2 separate regions of the Athene noctua genome follow, and region 1 is linked to region 2. A link is a contact called in public Hi-C data. All regions are on one chromosome and are shown on one strand. Each heading gives the region's core, a stretch centred on a gene start, on an enhancer-like site or on the middle of the called end of the contact. The rest is flanking DNA. Distances are from core to core; before and after follow the strand shown. Region 1 holds the start of MYH10 (myosin heavy chain 10). Region 2 holds the start of NDEL1 (nudE neurodevelopment protein 1 like 1).

Region 1 (4,554 bases), core at 783-3,282, 130 kb before region 2:
AGCTCAGCCATCCCGGCCCCGGGAGTGGCAGTCCTTGCAAAGTGAAAAACAGCTGGGGAGTAACCAGTTCAGCCTTTCGGCTTTCATCTACCTGCGTTTGCGAGTCAACACCCTTATTTTTCAGTGAAACAGGATGTACGAGACCTCCCACTGAAATGGTAATTAAGAGGGAGACTTTCATATAAATCCAAGTGCCAGGAGTTGCGCATGAACTGATTTGTGTGCAAAGATGAGCAGAGGTGACCGAATGATTTCCAGCTCCATGCCAGGAGCCAGATTCCCCATGGTTTGCCTTGTTGCCTCCCTTTTTGAACTGAACAACCCATCCAAAAATGCCAAGTTCTATTGAAATGGCAGGTGCTGTTTTGAAACATTTCCATTCGTGCAGGTAGTTTGCAGAAGCTCCTGCTTCCTAAGCACAGGGGAAAGGGGAGACATGCTTACTCCTGTGGCCAGGCACTGCCTGACCCCGCCAGCCCTTCCCAGGTTCCTCTGCTGCAGCTTTGCACGGTGCCAGGCTCAATCTCCTTCCTCCCACTTCTCTCTGCTCCTCACCCCACTCACAGTCTTGGTCAGAAGGATCTGACACAAATTCCTTTCACCAAAATAGCTCAAATTCCAGAGCCGCTCGCATTTGCTTTTAGTCTGGGTGTAGAAATGAAACCTGCAGCTCAGGCGATGGGAACCCTTGATGCTCCTGGTTACCCACTCGCATGCAGGGCCGGAGCGAGCCATGGCTGTGGTGAAAGGTTCTGCCCATTCCCTGGAGGCTGAATGCACCACGTGTGATCCTTGAGAAGCTTTCTGAGCCAGGGAGAGAAACATGGAAAAATTTAGAAAAAAACCATGGAAGGCCATCATGGTGTTGAAGCTCTCCATCTGGAAAGCAGCAACGCCGGAATGTGTGGGCCAGCAGGCCCCTGAGGCGCTACACCCAAAACCCACCCAGCACTGATTTTCAAAATCCACGTGAGACCAGGAGAACCTCAGACATGCCACAAATGCCTTTTTTTCCTATGCTGAAGCCTCTTGCCTACTCACCTGATTCAGAAGAGGTGCCGGCAAATGGGTGAAGGCTCCAGAAAGCCTCAGGATTATGTTTAAGGAAAGGGAAAAACATGGATGGGAGCACGAGCTCGGCTGGGCGGCCTGGGGCAGAGGAGGCCGGGGCTGCTCTGTGGCGGCTGAACACCCGAGAGCAGGAGCGGGCTCTGCCGAGGGGCTGCACTGCCAGCACCCCGACACTCACCGCATCCGGGGGCCGGGAGACACGTCAGACTTGCAGTGAGGGTTGGGTTTTTATTTTTAATCCATCAGGGTAACTACTCCCGGGAGCAATTACCGAGGGCTGCGGCAGAGGTTCTAGAACCGGAACTTTGGAATTCGCGCCCCGGTGCTTTTCTGCCGGAGCGCCATCCCGCCCGGGGCCCGGAAAGCGGGGGCTGCCACCTCAGACGGGCACCGCTGAGGAGAGCGTGAGGCGGCCCGCAGCACGGCGGGAGGGCTAACCGTTACCGGGGGACGGGCTTCCCCGCTATCTCTCACGTCGGTGGAAGCCGGCGCGGGGACCGGGCCCTGAAAGAACCTTCATCGACCCAAAATACGGGGGGGGGGGGAGTGTGGGTGGGTGAGGGGGAAGCGCGCGCCCGCCCCGCGCTGCAGCACCGCGCGCGCCCCCCGCTGCAGCGCCGGGCACGCGCCGCGCCCCCCGCCAGGCGTGCTGCAGCGCGGGGCGGAGCCCGCCCCGACAGGCGTGGCGGGAGCCCAGTGAGAGGAGCGCTGTGGGCCGACGGGCGGGCGGAGCTCGCCAATGAAAGCTGAGGGGGCGGGGCGAAACGAGGAGGCGGGGTCTGGAGGGTAGCGTGTGGAGGTTGCTATGGCCGTGGCTGGAGAGCGGCCGCGCCGGCGGCCAATGGGAGAGCGCAGGGCGGCGGACGGACGTGGCCGTCGCCCAATGGGAGGCCGGCGGCCGGCGGCGGCAGCGGCGGGGGCGGGGCCGGCGGCGGCGAGCGGGGGGCGGAGGGCTCGGTGTGGCGCTAAAGGAGCGCGGCGGGCGGGGGGTGGAGCGGTGCGAGTGCTGAGGAGCCGGCGGGCGGCGCGAGCTCCGGGGCACGGCGGCGGCCGGGCGCGACACAGGTGAGGCGGCGGCGGCGGCCCCTGGGTCCCCGGGGCGAGCGCGGCGGGGGGCGGGCTCGCCGGGGGCGCGCGGCCGGGCCCGCCCGGGGTGGGGGTGGGGCGGGGGCGGCGGGCCCGGCACACAAAGACCCCCTTGTGTGGGCCGCGCCGCCCGGCCCGCCCGCCCGCGCCGTCGCATCCTCCCGCCCACCGCACCCCACCCCCCTCCGCCGCATCGCCGCCGCTCCCGCTGCAGCGGTGAGGGGAAGGTGGCCATTTTCTGCCTTTCCCGCAGCCTTCGCGCGGGCGGGGCGGCGGCTGGGCGGGGGGCGCGGGGCTGGGGCCGGGCTGCGGCGGGGAGGGGGCCGCTCCCGGGCCCCGCCGGGCCGAGCGGTCCCGGCCGCCTCCTTTGTCCTTTGGGGCGGTGGCGGGGCCTGCGGCCCTGCGCGGGGGGCTCCGCAGCAGGAGGGCGGCGGGCATCGGTCCTCGGCGCCCGGGGGCGGTGTGGCTTCTGCGGCTCGGGCTGCCCCTGTCCTTGAAAATGCCCGGGCTGCGCTGAGGGATGCCACTCCCCATCTCCGCCGGTGCTCCCACACCCCCCTTTTGTTTAGCGGAGCAGAACATGTATGTGTAGGGTGTCTTTTATTTTTTTTTTTTTTTTCGCTAGTCGTCTTTTGGAAGCGCTGGATTCCTGCATGATAAATGTGCTCATTTGAGTATTTCATTTGAATACCATTGTTAACGGAGGAGCCTTGGGTAGAGTAAGCTGCAACTTGCTTTGCTTCTTCAGAGGGTCTTTTGTGATGGGCTCTGTGGAATTAAAGGCCAAAGTGGAAAAATGACCCTGTCTGTGATCCTCCGATGTTAGGTATATTCCTCAGGGGCTGGTGTAAAGTCAGTCCACACATTCATTTCAGTCTTCAGCCTTTAATTCAGCTGGGGAGCAATAATGATTAATTTTGTCATACAAGTTCTATTTGACCTTTAAGTTTCATTGCATCTCAGCGTACAAAACTCAGACTGAGATTATCATAAATGCGTTTGGCTATCGTACCTGGGCAGGGAGCTTTCAGAGACTTGACACCAAATTTGCAGACGAGGGCGGCAATGGTGTTTCAGGTCTTTGTTGGAACTTCAGCTGTAGTCGAGCACAGTGGAGACAAACAGCTATCTAAATCAGGGGTTGGAAGCTCAAATATTAAATCTGTGAGCTTCTTGAGCCAAATGTAGCATTCCTTGACTAATAGTTTCACTTTCCTGGCTGAGGAGTCCAGCTATCACTTAAGGTGTCTCCTCAACGATTCCCTCTTCATTGATTTTTTTTTTTTTTTTTTTTTTTTTTCTCTCGGAGGTTCTTCTAAAATACTCTAAATGTCGAGTCATTGCCTCTTGATTTGAATTAAGCTGTCTGTAGTAAACGGTCTGCTTCTCAAACCTCTGAAGAGTTCAATGACTTCATGCTTACTTTACATTAAAGTTGGACAATGTAACAAATGTCCATGCCGCAGATGGAGACGCAACTATTGTATTTAATTACACGTTCTTCTGAGGATGGGTGTGTTGCAGAACTTCCATCAGTGTGCATACCACGGTATGAAAGGTGGCAGATGTAGTTTGCGAAACCTTCCTTGCTTTTGAAGCTAACCTTTAGATTACTTGTTGGAAAAGACTATCATTAGCTAATGTAACATTTTTCAGCAAAAAGATCTAGTGTGGAAAAACCCAAGATATTAATGACCTGGGTACTAGGTGTCAGGCTTGACCTTGTTGCTCCTCAGGCAGTTACAGATGAAACTCCTAGCTCTGGGAATCCTGGATGTGACAGTGGTATTAACTAGAGATGCAGTGACCTCTCTTACATAGAGGCAAATAGGTGAAGTGAGTGTGGAGGAGCTCTTGTCAGCAGTTTTCCTTTTCTCTTCAAATTACCCATGAAGCTGTTAGAAAATCTAACATCAGTCCTTGCTGTGTCTTGAGCCTCAAGGTAAACTTGAGATCTGGAGACCTTTTTTATGGAATATGGTAATGTCAGTGCTCACGACTGAGAACAGGAGCGGGCTGTAGAAATGCCAAGTCTTATGTTTTTCACGAAGAACATGAGCAGGGTTTAGCTACTTCAACGGCTTGTAGAAACCCCATGTCTCAAGTTCTCGTCTGCAGTTGAAAATCCACATTTGAAAACATTTTTGCCGCCTTCTGATTGCTGTAGTTAGCTAGCCACGGAACATTTTTTTTATAGTTTTCTATCTGTCTCTTTTTTCTTTTACCGTTCAATTCAAGTTGAGTTTACTGGCAAGCTTTTGTTAAATTTGCTTTTCTTCCTTATTTAAGCACAGAACACAGATGTGTGTTTTTCCTGCTTGTAGGTCTCTCAGTTGTTGCGATGTCTCTCCATAGTTGGTGTACAGTTAGAACCAGTTTATACTGAGTTTTCTATAC
Region 2 (4,183 bases), core at 925-3,424:
CTATCAACCAGTGTGCCTGTGCACTCACACTGCTGACATATCAAATTTAAATATAAATAAATATAAAAGCCTCCTAGTCACTTTTCTGCCCTGGGACACCTTCTTTCTCTTACAGTTACTAATATCTCTAACAGAACACTGACCTTCACAAGGCCACCTACCCTCTGCAGTGTCCAGGAGTTGTTTCTGGAGGAAGAAAAAAAATAAAATAAAATTTGCTTAAGTATCCAAGGAACTCTTCTACTGGAACTTCACATATTTAACCACCTCTCAGGGCAATAAACGCCACAGGCATTCAAAAGTGCCCTCCACCTCTCCCCACTCGTGACTAAATCAAGATAGCTTCAGAGAGAAGCCCTGAGTCACCAAATGCTCCCAGTGTAAACTCGCCCAGAGCAACAAAGCTGGGCTGTGGGTGGGCGAGGACTGCTCTCCTCCTCCCTGGGAAAGAGAGAGCGATGTTAATGGGAAGTCGCTTCACTGAATTCTAACTCTAGTAACAGATTTCCTCTTGCGTCAGACACGTTCATGCTTTATGGTGTGTCTGCGGCAATTCGGGTCAGACTCATCAAACTGGGGGTCCGAGGCAGGGACTGTTCCTTTGGACATGTTTACAGAAAATACAGCAAGACTCGCTAAGCTGAGAGGGATAAAAACCTCAGAGAAAAATCCTCACAGAATTACTGAAAAATATTCGACAGAGACGCACCCTAGGCATCTGATCTATCAAGTATTTTATGAGAATGAAGGCAAATCATATATCCAGCTTCCTTGACAGTGACTGGGGATGGATGACAGAAAAATAAACACCACCTGGGACAAAGCCACCTACAAAGGAGGCACAGGGACGGTCAAGGGAGCAGCCGTGCTCCCCGATGACAGCCTGGCAAGTCACGGAACTTACTCTGCCGCATGTTTCTGCACACACACACAGGGTTTAGTCCCTTCGCGTTTGGAAACCGCTCTGAGGACGGAGCGAAGTCAAAAGCAGTTCGTCACCATCGCAGCCGTCCTGGCTCCCCCCTCCCCGGGGCAGCACAGGGAGCACAACCCACCGCGTGAAGCAAGTGTCCCCTGCTGTCACACGGCCCAGGCGGGGCTGCTCCAGCCCCGGGGAGGGCCAGACCTGGGGGCGAGTCGCCTCGCTCGCCACACTCCTGCAGACCGGACGGCAGCCGGAGCAGCTCAGGAGCTGGTCGGGCTCCGTCGGTGGAGCAGTTTTGCCTTAACGCACCCAAATTTCGCAATTTCGCGCTAACCCTTGCCACAGAAGCGCACCCCCGGGCTGCCTTCCCCCCCGCTTCAGCCACCCCGACCCGGGCTTGCTACAGCCCGACCCGCTCCCGCCGCCCGTCCCCGCGATGAGCCGTGACGAGGCGAAGCGAGACGCGACGGTGCAACAAGACGCGTTTCCTTCCTTCGGGCCCACAGCCCGGCACCGCCAGCGCCCACGGCAGCTCGGGGCCCAAAACGCGGAGTTTTAAGGCAAACCCGCGCTCCGCCGCCGAGCCTGCCCGCGGGAAGGCAGCTCCACGCCGGCCACGGCTCCCTCCCCCGCGCTCCCCTGGAAATACCTTTAAGAAGCGAGGGGAGGGGGGTGTCCCCCCGCAGGCCGCTGTTCCCAGGCGGACGCGGCGGGCCCCGGCGGGAAGGGCTGCCCGCACCCCGCGTACCCCCACGGCGCGCTGCCGGCCGCGGGCTGCCCGCCAGCCCCTCCGGAGGCCGCGGAACGGCGCGGGGGGGGGTACGGACGGACACACACCGGCACACGCAGGGCGGTGGCCGGGCGGGCAGGGCCGAGCCGGGCCGTCCAGTGACGGGCACTCGCTTCCGCCAATAGGAGGCGGCGGGGCTGCGCTGCCAGCCAACGGCGAGCGGGGGAGGGCGGGACCTGCCCCGTTGTCAATTTGCAGCCAATCGGCGGCGGGGTGCGGGGCCCGCGGCCTCCGGCACCGTCAGGGGCGCCCCCACCCCCCCGCGCGTCCCCCTCCCCGCGCCCCCGCCGCGCTGGGCCGGGCCGGCCGCCGCGGCGATCCCCGGCCTCGCGCCGCCACTCACCGGGGCGCATCCCCTGGCACGGCCGCAGCACCGCCCGCCGGCGCCGGCTCGGCCTCATCCGGGGACTCCGCGGGGCGGGGCCGCGCCCGGGAGGCACCGGGCGGGCGGGGGGCGGGGCAGCGCCGTCACGAGGGGGCGGGGCGAGGGGCGGGGCCCGCTGGGGCGGGGCCGGGCGGGGCTCGGCGGCCGCGGCCGCTCCGGGAAGCGCCGGTGCGCCCCGGGACCCCGCCGCGGCCCGGCGTGCGGGGCCCACAGCTGCTCGCCCGCAGCCCACCGGCCGCCCCGTCTCTCCCTTCTCCCTTCCCACCGCACCTGGGCGCTGCCCCCTCCTCCGCGGCTTTGCTCCCCGGTGCCCCCGGGCGGGGCGGACCCCGGCGCCGGCACCGCACTCGCGGGTCCCTGAACATCCACCGCTAAGGGCGAGCGGGGAGCGGGGGCCGGGCGGGCCGCTGAGCCGCCCTCCTGGCTCACCCCCATCCCTGCAGCCGCCGCCTTGTTCCCTGCGCGGCTTCTCTGCCCCCCAAAAGGAGGAAAACTCATTCTGAACCCGCCAGGGACCCCCCTGGCCCCGAGCCAAGCTTAGGGCAGCCGACAGCCCCCCGAGACAGTCCCCGTCCATCCCGGCTTTCTCATTCTCCCCTTCCCCAGCACAGCGTTGCCCCGCATCATTGCCCTCGTGTCCTCGGCACGTGCCCCCGCAGCCCCCCGAGGCCACGGGCAGGGGAGGGCAGGGTGCCACCGCGGTGCCTCTCATGGGACCTGCCCCGCAGCTGACCTCCCGGGTCCCCCACACTGACCTAATACTTAACGCTTTCTTTGCATGCTTAATTTCCTGCCCTCTGTAATTAGCTGGCCGGCCTGTCATTAGCATCAGGCGGTGCTGTTGGGATGCCCTCATGCTTCCCTTGCTGTGGGCCAACGCTGCCGGCAGCGTGTCACTGCAGTGGCCAAAACCGCGGCTGTGCCGGCTGCCCTCGTGGGGACAGTCTGTGTCCTTCGTGGGCCGTATATGGGCTTATCCAGGGCTGATGCTCTGGTACTTTTCTACATTTTCCCACGGTGGATGGTTCGGGTCGTTGCAGACAACCTAAGGATGGAGAGCACGCGCTGCTCCCTGCCCCCAGGCATCCAGCCAGTACCATGGATGTCCCCCGACAGTTATGCAGGACTTTTTCGGGTCACCCTGCGTCACCTGCATATTGCACAAGGCCACAAACAAAGCTCCGCAGCGTCAGCACTGAGCCCAGGACGTGCAGCAGAGCGTGGCTCCAAGCCGCACGCTGCACCTGAATTAGAGGCTGCGAGGGGTGGGGAAGCCACAGCGTCCTGTGAGAAGTCATCCTGATGGCAAGTTGCCCTTGGAGCTGTCTCATCTGAAGTGAAGCCTTATTCCCAGTATTTGTGCACCTTCCACTGTATCCCCTGTGCCTGGCTGCACCCAGCTGATGCAGGTGATGATCACAGCCCTGGTCACCCTTTCCGCTTCCCACCTTCTCACTCCATCTGACTCTGTCTTTGGCTCCCTGAAACCCTCACTTGGAGGGCAGAGTGAGAGATTGAGGCAGCTGTGCAGAGGCTGGAGACCTGGCTGGGAGAATAACTCCTTTTTCAGCATCCAACCCTGTGCTGCTCTGAGCCAGGAGCAGCCAGAACCAGCAGTGCTGAGTGCAGGCACAGCCCAGCTCTAGTCGGGTGCCCACCATCATGGTCTGGAGCAGATTGGGTGCCCATTCTTATGCTCTGGAGCAGGTTGGGTGCCAGCATCCCAGTCTGGAGCAGACTGGGTGTCCAGTTTTCTCACTGCACTGCAGAAGCCGTGAGGAAAGGCCATGTTCTGTTTGTATCGTGCATCCCACATGGTCCTGGTGCATTTTTTCCCCTCACTCTTCAATTACGGAACAGCCATGCCCAGGGGACAAAAGTGTAGTGCAGTCAAGGTACAAACGAGACCTCGCTGAGGAGTTGCAGTGGTGCGAGGGCTCTCTGCACATCTGTCTGCACCTCTGGACATCTGTCCGCAGGAGGGGGGGATCACTGCCACTCCTGGCTCTGGTCTGTGTACCAGCACAGATGCCTGGTGGTACCTTGCTGTGCCAGATAACCCAAGCACGGATCTGTAACGTCA

Evidence for each region. Hi-C and Micro-C count contacts between places; a contact is called where the count stands out from the background.
Region 1: a Hi-C map of heart shows a contact between it and region 2, with 2.9 times the contacts expected there. The contact joins the promoter of MYH10 here to the promoter of NDEL1 in region 2. A contact is called at or near these places in 2 of 2 Hi-C or Micro-C datasets (heart and liver).

The regions. Positions count from the first base shown.
Region 1 is chr18:2,486,349-2,490,902 of bAthNoc1.hap1.1, reverse strand. MYH10 (myosin heavy chain 10) reads left to right here and starts at 2,032. Exons shown (of 41, transcript XM_074922326.1): 1 at 2,032-2,136.
Region 2 is chr18:2,353,487-2,357,669 of bAthNoc1.hap1.1, reverse strand. NDEL1 (nudE neurodevelopment protein 1 like 1) reads right to left here and starts at 2,174. Exons shown (of 9, transcript XM_074921739.1): 1 at 2,059-2,174.